2 separate regions of the Ovis aries genome follow, and region 1 is linked to region 2. A link is a contact called in public Hi-C data. All regions are on one chromosome and are shown on one strand. The core of a region is the stretch at or near the end of the contact, and the rest is flanking DNA. Distances in the headings are between cores, read along the strand shown. Region 1 overlaps KALRN (kalirin RhoGEF kinase). Region 2 has its middle 19 kb from the start of KALRN.

Region 1 (5,785 bases), core at 11-2,510, 61 kb after region 2:
TTTCTTTCTAAGTAGTTGGTATCAGTTTTCTAAATACAACCCGGGGACACGTTATACCTCCTTCTTCAAGTCCTTGTACAGACAGCAGCTCAGTGTACCCTCTTCCTGGTCTTGTTCTGTTCCAATCTGCTTCCTAAATCTGCTCTCTCTCACCAGTGCTTGAAAAGTGGTCTCTTCCTGTTAATGAAAGCAAATATCTTCAGCATCACTGAACAGGTCAATCAGTGCCATTGATGAGGTGCCTACTGATAATGAATTCTTGTTCTACTCACTAAAGAACCATGAAATCAAATAAAAGATGAGGATTCTGGCCTGGAGGAGTTTTGGCCCATAGAGATTCCATAGAGATAACAGTGAAGTCTCCTAGGAACCTGGAAATAATAGAAGTGAAGCTTCCTCTGAGGGTTAAATTAGGTCCGTCCATCCATCCATCCATCCTACATGGATGTGATCCATCCTCTACAGCTGTGAACCAGGAGATGTTCTGCAAACGTGTGAAAGAAGAGAAAAGACTCCATTATTATGAGCTGGGAGTAATCTCAGGGATGCTGGGCTGAAATGTGACTGTAATTTCATAATCCAAAGCCTAATTAATTGTACTGAGTGCAGCCTGGGGAAAGACTGTGTACAGAAGTTGCTGGTCAGCTGAGGCACTTCTGAAGGGCAGGTTATTAAAGAGGCAGAAGCTGGTAGTACCCATTCAGCCTCTGACTGCAAACAAGGGAGCTTTGGTTCTCTGGAAGGTCTAGCTCAAATCTTGGGGTATATACACCAGCCCATTGTGGTCCACTGCCCGTGGGCCATGAATTATTCTGCGGACTCTTCTAGCCTTGCTTTTATATGCCCTCTAAGCAACATTTGGGTGATGGTTTGGTTTCCCCAGTCCATCAGCCTCCGCCAACCATGCTGACCTGAGCTCTCGGGGTCCTGTAACAGCTGTATTTTGCTGTTGCTTTTGGTATCCTGTAAATGGAGGTTCTGGCTTACGCATCAGCATTGTGAGCTTGGTCAGTGAGACGTCACCAACAATAGATCTGCTCTCAAAGTGATGACAGAGTCTAGTGTCACAGTGCACCCCCTTTACCTCGACAGATTCATCAAAAACAGTTTTGTATGTTGACTCTCTGGGAAGCAGTTAGTGGCCGATTACTGGTAAAGCTAGGCTTGCTGCCAGTTTTCGTGCAGACTGTACCCAAGAACAGGCAGTGGTGACACTGGCACACAGAAGGGACTTCACAGCTTATGAAACGACACACAGACAGGTCTAAGCAAGCACTGCGCAAGAAGATGGTGAAGGGACAGCCGAGCCCTGAAGGGCTGTGGATCAGGGGCAGCTGTAATCAGTTACCTCTTGAAAAAGTCTTAAAAGCTACAGTTAGATTTGAGGAGAAAATCAAGAAAGGAATTACTTTGTTAGATCTAGAGGAAAGGAGACTTTGTTAGTACCAGCTGAATTTTGTTGAGTGTTTATTATGCACCAGCTGCTGTACCAAGCTCTAAACATGACCTAAAATGATCCCCAGAACTGCCCTTTGAAGTAGGCAAATGTTTTTTGCCGTCCATTTAACAAGTGAGGGTGTTGGGCTCTGTGTTTACTCACCTAGTGACTAGCAGCGCCAGCATTTGAACCTATGTATGTAGCCACTACATTACATAAGAACAAGTTTTAGCAGGTGACACAATCTAGAACTCTTTTTTTCCCCCTGCCTTCTCCAACAAAACACTGACTTCAAGCCCCAAAATGAAAGAGTAAGTTTTAAATTCCCATGATGCTAATGGTGAGTTGTTTTGCTTCTCGTTTTGAAGGAATGAATGGACTTGGATAAGCAGAGGTGGTGCTGAGAAAGTGGTACACAGCCTCTGACTATGTGGCAGCCACTCATGTTATAAGCAGTCGGAGAAGTGCGATAGGCAGATGTGGATCACAAGGAAGAGATGCTGAGCCCACCCAGGTTTGCATTTCTCTGGTTAGCTCCCAGCTGTAAGCCTGACCTAAGATGTATTAACATCTTAGAAATTAATTCAAGGGAGTAGGTCAATCCAGTCCTACTCTTGTTTGTTTTAGAATATTTGGTTCATAGCTTCAGAATGGTGTTTCTATGGATGTCTGCCTTTGGTTTATGAGTTTGAAGTTCTGTGTATTGAGTGGGCACTGCAGGTGAGGGAATAAGGGCCAGCCCATGGTGAACCTGACTGGCCAGAGTTTAACCAGATGTGGTGAACAGTCTCTCTGTTAGTCTATTCAGAATCATTTTCTGTGAGTTAAATCTGCAACTGTTCCTATTTTTCAAGCATATGCAGGTTTGGGGGCCCATATCCATAAGGTTCAGAGAATGGAGTCCAGAATTTGTCTTATCAAAGGAGAGGAGACTAAGGAATTGTCACGGGGCAGATAGATCCCATCACACTGAAACTCGGCCTTCTCTCTCACATCAACTCTTAGAACCCCAAAAGACCTTCCTATCATTTCTTTGGATCAGCAGTTCTTTTTCTTGCCTGGAAGAGTGTAGACCTGTGGAGTAGCTTTCCGATGCCTCCAACAGATTATTTATAAGAATATTATATAAGACCAGGTCTACTGTTCAGGCTTTAAGAACTCCACTTTTTTATTTCTTAATTTGAATGTGGTCAATTTTTTATTTTTTTGCTTGTTTCTGGTCTAAGTCAGCATACTGAAAAAGTGTTTCCCTGTCGCATCATTATTCAGTTAAAATAAATGTTTTTACTATAATCCCTTGCTAATAATTTCTTGGAAATTTATGGAAGTTACACCCACAGATTCTCTTTAATTCACATTAATGTTTACTCTAAAAAGTCTTACAAACATGCTTTGCTGTTATCAGCACTGTTCTGTTTTTTTCCTCCGATAGGTCATGCTTGCTTACACGCTTAGTAGTCCTGTTCACATATGTTTTGCTGGCTTTCCTGGTTTGAAAAATGAGAATTCTCCCTGGGTCTTTTCTTATGAATGGAGGCTACACGAGTACTCTGGCAGTTCTAGGGCACAAGTGACTTTGAAATAAGAGGTTACACATTTTGGTTAGCAGCTCTACAATTTCACCCTTGAATTCCTTCAGGACTGCCAGGTGGATGCCATATGGTCCTGGTGATTTACTTACACCTCGTTTGTCAGTCAGGTTCCTGAGCACTTAACTGCATTTTCAACCCTGACCTCAGCCCTGGCAATGGAGGAGGGCAAGTTGGGATGAACTTCCTTTCTTGAGGATACTTCTTGTACCAGGAGCAGCACCAACAGGTCCCCCGATTCTTCATCTCATTGTGTCTCTTTGGTGAAACAGACTAATCTCTGTGATTAGCTTTGACATTGGCATTCCTCAGTTTTATTTTTGGCTTGATTTAAGCTCCTGGGTCAGTTAGTTCCTGGCCTTTTCTCCTTCCGTGGCCTCTTTGAAATTTCTCTCTAGTCACACAGTGATGCTTTCCTCTTTGAGGTCTGCTATTGTGGTCCCCAGTCTCACCCCTTCTATCCTGGGAATTCTAATACTGTATTTTCAAAATATCCTGCAGGTATCTGTGGACTTGTGACTTTATAAGCTCCCCTCTTGAGTCTCCCCTTGCCAATGTGTGTGCATCTCTCTCTGGCATTTGGGGTTTAAGGTACCACTTGAGAAAGGCCTTGGAGGCAGGAGCAGGGTGAGCTGGGCAAGGGAGGCACTGTGCATTGTACTGAGAGGCCCTTTGGCAGTGCAGATGGAGAACTGAGCATGCTGTCCAGGTCAGGGCAAGCCCAGTTCCTGAGACTCATTCTCTGAGTCAGGATCTGTGCCCAGGGTGTACCAAAGCTTCCAGCCTTGGGACTGTACCCTCTCTCCTGCAGCATGGACTGTCTTCAGACTTCCCTTCCACACTCCAGCTCCCGAAGAGCCAGAGAAGTGATTGGCTAAAGCATTCTTGCCTGCATGCTTCCAATGATGAGGCCAGGATCTCTGCAGGACAGACTAGCAGAGAAGAAGCTAAAACTGCAGTAGGAGAAATTGATTTTGGACACAGGGGAGAATTTCTAAGGAGCTCAAGTGGGAGGCTCGAGGAGGTGGAACCTCTGAAAATATTGAGAATGTCTGTCTGTGTGAGCTGAGAGGCCAACCCAGCTGAAGCAAGGGCAGTGCGGGAAAGGACCTTGAGAAGATTCTAGGCTGAAGCTGCTGCTGGTCAGGATCTCCTCTACGCTCCAGCAGCAAGTGCCTGACCAGGGTTGTTAAGCTAATTGTTAAATTAGAGAGACTGGGGAAGTAAATTGCTTCCTGATGGGGTTTCTCTGACTATGTCCAAAGCTGATGTCATCTGTGAGTTCCTCCTGGTTGGGGGGGTGGGTATGGCGGGCAGGTCTGACACACGTTTTAATAAACCTTTTTCAGTTGCAGCAAGCCCCTGCCTCTCTGAGAGACCTGTATCCGCCATTGTGGGGAGTTCGCTGCCAACTTCTCTGTGCTCCTGTTTATTGCCCCAGTTCCTAAGCCTCACAACGATGGTGTTTTAGATCATCATCTTCTTAGGAATCGTGAACTCAAGTGCCCCAAGGAGCCAAACCATTAACCTGAGATTTTTGAAGCAGGCCTGTTGTAGATGATGAGTGGAGACTGTCAGGGAGCAGTTAGGGAGTGGCGGTGACTGTGGCAGACTGGAGAGGTGTCCCTTATCTCAGGGGAGCTGCAGCCGCTCAGCTCCAGCTGACTGATGCCATGTGGGAATGTGAGCTCCTTGTTGCCAGATCTTGTTTAAGAGAGGACTTAAATATGAATTTTCTTTGTGAAATAGCCTTGTTTTAAAATGTTGAAACTAATGCAACTTAAAGACTTTGTGTTAGTCAAACAAAGTCCATTAGCAGGATGAGTTCAGGCTGTGGGCCTCCAGTGTGCAATGTCTGATTGTGATCCAAACTGCTTATCTTATAGATGAGGAAACAGATCCAGGGAGGTTAAGCTTTTGGCCCAAGATTACAGGGAGCCAGGATTACTGCCTGGGGTGTGTAAGTCTCTCTAGCACTCCTCTGCTTCTTGGTGCTGATTTGGGGCCAGGCATTCTGTATGTTGGGGCAGGCTCGTTGGAGGAGACCAGACCTGGGGAGGCACTTTGGATGCCTCATGCCACATTATTGCTTTTGTGAGTCACTGGAGCTCAGGTGCTCCAAGTGTGGGGGATGGCTCCGGGAATTCACAGTTCCGGGAATTCTGCAGGTAGCAGCAGTGCATAGAAAGGTGTGGGGCTGGGTATTCAGGCTGCCCCTTGTTTTGGAGCTGTGTCCTTGGCTGCAGTCTGCCCTTTTCTTTCCCCCAGGCACACATGCACACATGCAGAGGCACTAGAGAAGCAGGCATATGCCACTTTTGAAGCCTTGCCCTCCATCACTCAGGTTTATACCTTGGGATTATACTAGACTGTCCCCACTCTTCCTGGATTCCTCAGCTTGGGGCCACCTTTCCAGTCTTGTTGCTGCTTTCCCTGTTCAGGAGTTTCGTGATACAGTGTTGGGACCATTGCAGTAGGCTTCAAGCCTGACTGCTCCTAACCCATTCTCCATTACTGTCTGATAAATCTTCAGTCTTTGACTGGGGCATGTTCCTACTCAAAGTGGCTCTGCATCCCAAGGGTAAAGTAACAGCTCCTTAACTTGGCACCTCGGTCTCCAAAGCCCTACGGCCTTGTTGTTGCAGTCATTAGCCTGGCCTAGGTGTGGACCCCAGCTCTGACACATATTGGCTGTGTCGTGTTAGGCAGTTTTCTTGACTCCTCTGAGCCTTTTCCTTCTCTGTAATAGGATGGCTTT
Region 2 (6,283 bases), core at 328-2,827:
CTCCCTAACACTCTGTCTCACCCCCTGAAAGAGAATAAATTGAGAACGAATGGAACCACAGCTCAGAAACCTGAGCACTTCCCATTTTGACTTTTCTTGGAATAATTTGATGAAAAGCCTGTGCTGTGGTTTTCAATGGCATCTTCTGTCCCTACCCATCTTCTGTCCCTACCCCTAAGCTCCTGAACATGATTTATATTTCCCTATTTTAAGCTAGTACAGATTTATGAGACTTTAAACACCGTAGTTGAAGTTATTGGAAGTTTAAAGGGATTAAGCAGATCCAGCGGCACCTGGAGATATAGAGGTGGTCGAAAAGATTTATCAGCATTTCTATGTTAAAAACTGCTTTTCAAGGACTGTCATAGCCTGGGTCTGAATCTATTTATTTGGGCAGAGGAGTGAATTTTTAGAATTTGTCTCAGATGGAAAAAAGTCCATCCCTCTATGGCTTCCAACTTTGTTTTGGAGGACTGTGCCTCTGCCCTTCTCTTCATCTTTCACATCCAGCTTGCTCCGTCTTCTCTGGGGTTTCCCTTCTCTCTGGTCCTGTCTTCTCTTAAGCGCTTGAACTCTTGGGATCCCTCTGTGTTCATGTATTCACAAGCTCAGCTCTGACCCATCAACCTAACAGTAGCTGGAGCGAGCTGACCCTCCAGGGCAGGGCTGTGGTGGATAATAGATGGCTGCGGGGGTGGGAATGCCTCATGCCACAGGGGTGACAGATCCCTGTGTTTACACCAGAGGGTGCAATGACTCCGTGGCTGAGAGGGACTGGCTGGAGCCTGAAGTTTCCAAATAAAATGCCCATTCAAGGCAAAGCAGGCACAATTCCCAGGCAGTTAGGTTTCGGAGAAGCCGTATTGAGCGACACTGAAAATAGGTTCAGGGCACAAAGTGGGCACGCACTCTTGGTCAAAGTCTACCAGTTCTGGGAAGAGCCAACATTTTTCTCATTGCCAGTAATTATTTTCATCAGCCTCTGCTTCTTGCCTCTCAGGTTTCCTCCAAGTCCTAGCTATGCGCACCCTGTCAAATCAGTGTGGGTGCTGGAAAGATGAACTCATTTTAACAGCCTGAACCAGACATCGCTGGGAAAGAAATCAGAGACGCTATTCCAAAGTCAAGTAAAAATAACTTTTGTTGAGTACCTACTCTCTGATTCCACTTACATGAAACCCTAGAAAGGACAAATCTAATCTATAGTGACAGGAAGAAAGTTGGTGGTTGCCTGAGGCCAAAGTAAGGGAAGTCTGATGGAGATGGGGCACGAGAGTATTGCGATGTTGGAAATGTGCTTTGTTTCAACTACGGTGACGGTTGCTCAGGTATATAACATTGTAAAAACTCATTAAAATGTGGACTTTTAGGGTGTAAATTATACCTTGATTTTTAAAAATGTATCTGCTGTGCATTCATACTCCTTGCCTCCTCTTTTAGCACAGACAATGGAAAGCTGAGAGTAAATCTTAGAATGCTCCCCCATCCATGGATGGTTGTTCAACCAGCCAAAGCTGTGTATTCATACAGGGCGTGGGGCTAATCCAAAGCAATAGATAAACACCTAATCAGCTATAACTGACTATGGAATGTTCTCTGTGCCTTTACCTTCCCTGAATACAACCTGACTGACAGAGGCAGGAGGGAGCAAGCAGCCAAGAAATGTGGTAGGCGAAGCCAGATTAAACAATTACCAGGGAGAGGAAACAAACGAGTGAATGACCACACAGATGATAAAGAATTTTTGACTTCGTAATATGAGCCGTGCATTGTATGAAAGTGTAAAGGGTTTGGTGAATTGAAGCAGATGCTCATTAGAAATCAAACCAACCACACCGAATGGTCTTGGCATCTGGATAACAGGAGGTCTTCACCAACTCCATCTTTTCCACATTTCTAATTAAATTTGTGATATTGCTTAGGTCAGGCACAGAGCCCTATTCATTTTGACATCCAAATATCCATTTTAAAGTTGGCCAGGATAACCCAAAGAATGATGTAACTAGATCGAGAATGGAATTAAGATTTAGGACACTGGATTTTTGTCCCTGCTGTGTGACCTTCTTTAAAAAATCACTTTATTTGCTCACTTATTTATTTATTCAATAAAATTCTTGAGTACCTACTACAAATCAGGCTGTTGGCAAGACCCTGGGGATACATGGCTCTAGGCTTTGCTTGCCTCATTTGTAAATGCTGTTCTGGGGTCCCTGCGGCGTCCTACCGCTGTACTGATGGATGGCATGGGCAGTGACGTGGTCAAGCTCTGAAAACCACGATGCTGTGCCTCAGAGATAAAACTGCCCAGGAGGAACAACAAAGGGAGGGGTCCCTAGCTTCTCTAGTCTGTATCTTTGCAGAAGGTAATTCTACGCCACTTAAAACATCTTTGCCATGAAAAGTTCCATGGAAATAAAATTAAGCATTTTAGTTTTGTTTGTCAAAAAAAAAAAATGCTCTTAAAACCCTCTAAGATAGTTTTTAAATTAATTCCTTACTGCTTCAAAGCACAAGCTCACATATAGTTACAAATGAAGTTCACATTTGATCTAGTGCAGGGAACTAGACCAAGGCTCTTGTCCAGTCTTTGTCCCTGATTTGCAGTGTTCCGAGTCCCACTGACCCACCCTCTCCCCAGGCAAAATTTAGGAGTAAACAGACAGAAAATTTCTCCTCTCGTCGAAGTCTTTCTCATACTTATCGTTAAGTGCACGAGATCTGTTCTCTTTCAGTGCATCAAACCAACTCTCAGAAAGGTCTGAGAGAGGGATTCAAATTATGCTCTGTGATAATATATGACACCGGGAAAGTTCCCTAACCTTTCTGTGCCTTGGATTCTTCATCTGGTAATGGGAATAACAATATCTACTTTGAGCTATGCAGTTTAAATAAGATAATGGGTATAAAAAGTACCTAGCACAGTGTCTAGCCAATCGTGTTTACTTGGTGTTTACTCAAGTCTAACCACTTGAGTGGTTTCTATTTCCAGATAGAAACTTCTGGAGTTTCTATCTTCAGAAATGAAGTCTGGAGATAGAAAAAGTCTACCATAGGCTAAGAAGTATTCCACCAGTTCTCAAAATGGAGGAACCAGGACCTTCAGCCTTTGTTGCATTGATAACTACCAAAGGACCTTCAGACCACTAAGCTCAGTAGAACATATTACAGCTGTCATTGGTATTTATGGGCTATTGTTTCCAGGACCTTCACAAACCCCCAAATATGGGAATGCTCAAATCCTGTATATAAAATGGTATAGTATCTGCATGTGACCTATGCACATCCTCCTGTATACTTTAAGCCGTCTCTATTTCTGGGGCTTCCTCGGTGGCTCAGCAGTGAAGAAGCCACCTGCATTGCAGTAGCCACAGAAGAAGGGGGTTGGATCCCTGGGTTGGGAAGATCCCCTGAAGGAGCGCATGGCAACCCCCTCCAGTATTCTTGCCTGGAGAATCCTATGGACAGAGGAGTCTGGCAGGCTACAGTCCATGGGGTCACAAATAGTTGGACACCTCAGAAATCACTTTGAATGCACATGCAGGCAGAGTATTTCTGATACCTAACAATGTAAATACGATGTAAATAGCTGTAAACACAATGTAAATGTGATGTAAGTAGTTCCCAGCATGTGGCAAACTCAAGTTGCTTTTTGGAATTTTTTTCTAAAATCTTTTCTGCATATTTTGGTCCACCATTGGTTGAATTCATGGATGCAGAAACCGCCAATAAGGAGGAGCTGCCGTATAAATAAATATTTCCTTGCAACGTGACTGAGGCTTTAAAAAAAAACACATTTCTTTTACGTAGAATATTGACACACCTTGTTATAGGGGTGTTTGTGAGATACTCCACTCTGCCTCCTTTTGTGTCGTGTAACCTTTTTAAAAAAATATTTCCTTAAAAAATGAAAAATAGACATTGTCCTTGAATTTCCTGTGGATATAGAGAGCCAGCTGTATCTGCCTGGGAGAAGAACTGACATTGTGAGAGAGAAAATAAGCCATCATATACCTTTGACCCAAGAGTGCCTTTCTCTTTAATCTGGTATCCAGCCATAGGAGGAATGCATATGGAACATTGATTGATAAAAAGTCACATTCCCCACTAGCTGCGACGGCCACATCAGCAATGCCACAATCAGATTACCTCCATACTTCCCCAGGGAAGGTTGACATCTCCCGGCCCTTTCCAAAGATGGCACTGTTCCACCCAATAGGTCAAAATCTGTGTCATGAAGATGGCTGAGAACCTGAAGATAGAGTCTGCCTGCTGATCCAAGAACAACAGACAGCTGGCTCAGGCTGTGATTAAAACCGGTTGGGACTCACAGCCGGCAGAACAATGACCACATTCATGGACTGAACTTCTGCTTACTCTCCTATTCCAAAGTCCTTCATCTTCCCTCCACATGGACAGCCAGCTGTGCGGAGAGATTTGTGGTGTTAGCACCTGGAAGTGTTGGAAGGACTTGATTCCTGTGTAATAAAATCTAACTTGAAAGACTTGAAAATACAGTTAAAGGATGCAAATCTACTTGCAATTACTAAGAGCACCCTCCCCCTCCCCAACAAAAGCCGACTCTGTTGTAGGGTTCCATATGAGTAGCAGCCACATTTGTCTTTTTTACTGCTTTATATCCAGTATCAAGCACAGAGTTTCTTGGATAACTAATCATCTTGGTTTGCCTGGGGCTCTCTGGTTTTAGCACTAAACGTTCTGCATCTCAAAAGCCCCTCAGTCACAGGCAAACTGGAATGATTGGTCATGCTAGGCTATACATATAGTGAGTGAAATTCGCTCGGTTGTGTCTGACTCTTTGCAACCCGGTGGACTATACAGTCCATGGAATTCTCCAGGCTAGAATACTGGAGTGGGTTGCCGTTCCCTCCTTCAGGGAAAATTCCCAGTCCAGAGACTGAACCCAGGTCTCCCTCATTGTAGGCGGATTCTTTACCAGCTGAGCTACCAGGGAAACCTACACATACAGCAGGTACTTAAAAATTTTTGACAAACAAAGGAAATAAATTAAATAAGCAGTAGAAATGTAAAAGCTGAATTAACTGCTATAGATAAGGGTCTACCTTCAACAGACACTGCTCTGAGTTTGAGTTTGTTAAAACCAGCACAGTATTTTGATGGTATATAGGCCCTGTCTTGGGTTTTAAATACCATCTCATTTTTGTTCCTTCTTTGACTTTAGTCTATACTTCTGGGCCATTAGTCAGCAACAGGCCGTACAGTTTCAAAACTGTCAAATATGGTCAAAACATGGCTAGGATTTCTAAATTCAATTTTCCATTTGGTAACCTTTCCACCCTATATATACAGAGGCCAGATGTTTTAACATGATGGGTGGAGGACCCTCGCAGGCTGCAGTCCATGGGGTCGCTAAGAGTCGGACACAACTGAGCGACTTCACTTTTACTTTTCACTTTCATGCATTGGAGAAGGAAATGGCAACCCACTCCAGTGTTCTTGCCTGGAGAATCCCAGGGACGGGGGAGCCTGGTGGGCTGCCGTCTCTGGGGTCGCACAGAGTTGGACGACTAAAGCGACTTAGCAGCAGCAGTGGCAGCATAATATACACGTGGGAAGGAGGAGCAGTTCTCCAATCAGAGTAAGTCAACAATCCTTCATTGAGTGACTGCTCTGGGCAAGGTGCTGGGTGCCTCAGGGCATTCAAAATGAGTAAAGAAGATCCTTGCCTTTAGCAGCTCTCAATGTGGGAGTGGGACGGTATGTGTGAATAAACACTTGTAATTATTTATCATGTGAAGCACGCTTGATATATGCATGCAACTTCAATGATTTTAATTGTGCCCCATGTCACCGTATTAGGGAGAGAAGGAGATTAATCTTGAGATGTTATGAAATGCCTTCCCAAGGAGGTGGGATTTAAGGTGGGTTTTGAAGGAAGTATAGGTCTTCAAAAATTGGCTGCTCTCCAGGTAGAAAGGAGGGTATTACTTGCATTGGGCTACTCATTACCTGGGCTTCCCAGGTAGTGCTAGTAGTAAAGAACATGCCTGCTAACCCAGGAGGCATAAGAGATGAGGGTTTGATCCCCGGCATGGGAAGATCCCCTAGAAGAGGGCATGGCAACCCACTCTGGTTTTCTTGCCTGGAGGATCCCATGGACAGAGGAGCCTGGTGGGCCATGGTCCATGGGGTCACACAGAGTCGGACACAACTGAAGCTACTTACCATGCATGGAGACTCATTACCTAAACCTGCTCGTTGTTGTTGCTTGGTTGCTTAGTCGTGTCTGATTCTTTGCACCCTC

What was found. A called contact is a pair of places that touch in the nucleus more often than the background predicts.
Region 1: a contact with region 2 is called in a Hi-C map of liver, with 6 times the contacts expected there. The contact joins two enhancer-like sites. A contact is called at or near these places in 7 of 16 Hi-C or Micro-C datasets (hypothalamus, liver, mixed tissues and 3 more).

The regions. Positions count from the first base shown.
Region 1 is chr1:189,326,526-189,332,310 of ARS-UI_Ramb_v3.0, forward strand. The region is part of intron 1 of KALRN (kalirin RhoGEF kinase); the gene reads left to right. Among named protein-coding and RNA genes, the nearest start is that of KALRN, 42 kb to the left of the region's middle. Within about 2 kb of position 1,261, at least 1 of the 54 cell types and tissues checked has an H3K27ac peak or open chromatin away from gene starts, as enhancers often do. A contact at or near this core is called in liver, where this site is marked.
Region 2 is chr1:189,265,089-189,271,371 of ARS-UI_Ramb_v3.0, forward strand. No RefSeq gene overlaps it. Among named protein-coding and RNA genes, the nearest start is that of KALRN, 19 kb to the right of the region's middle. Within about 2 kb of position 1,578, at least 5 of the 54 cell types and tissues checked have an H3K27ac peak or open chromatin away from gene starts, as enhancers often do. A contact at or near this core is called in liver, where this site is marked.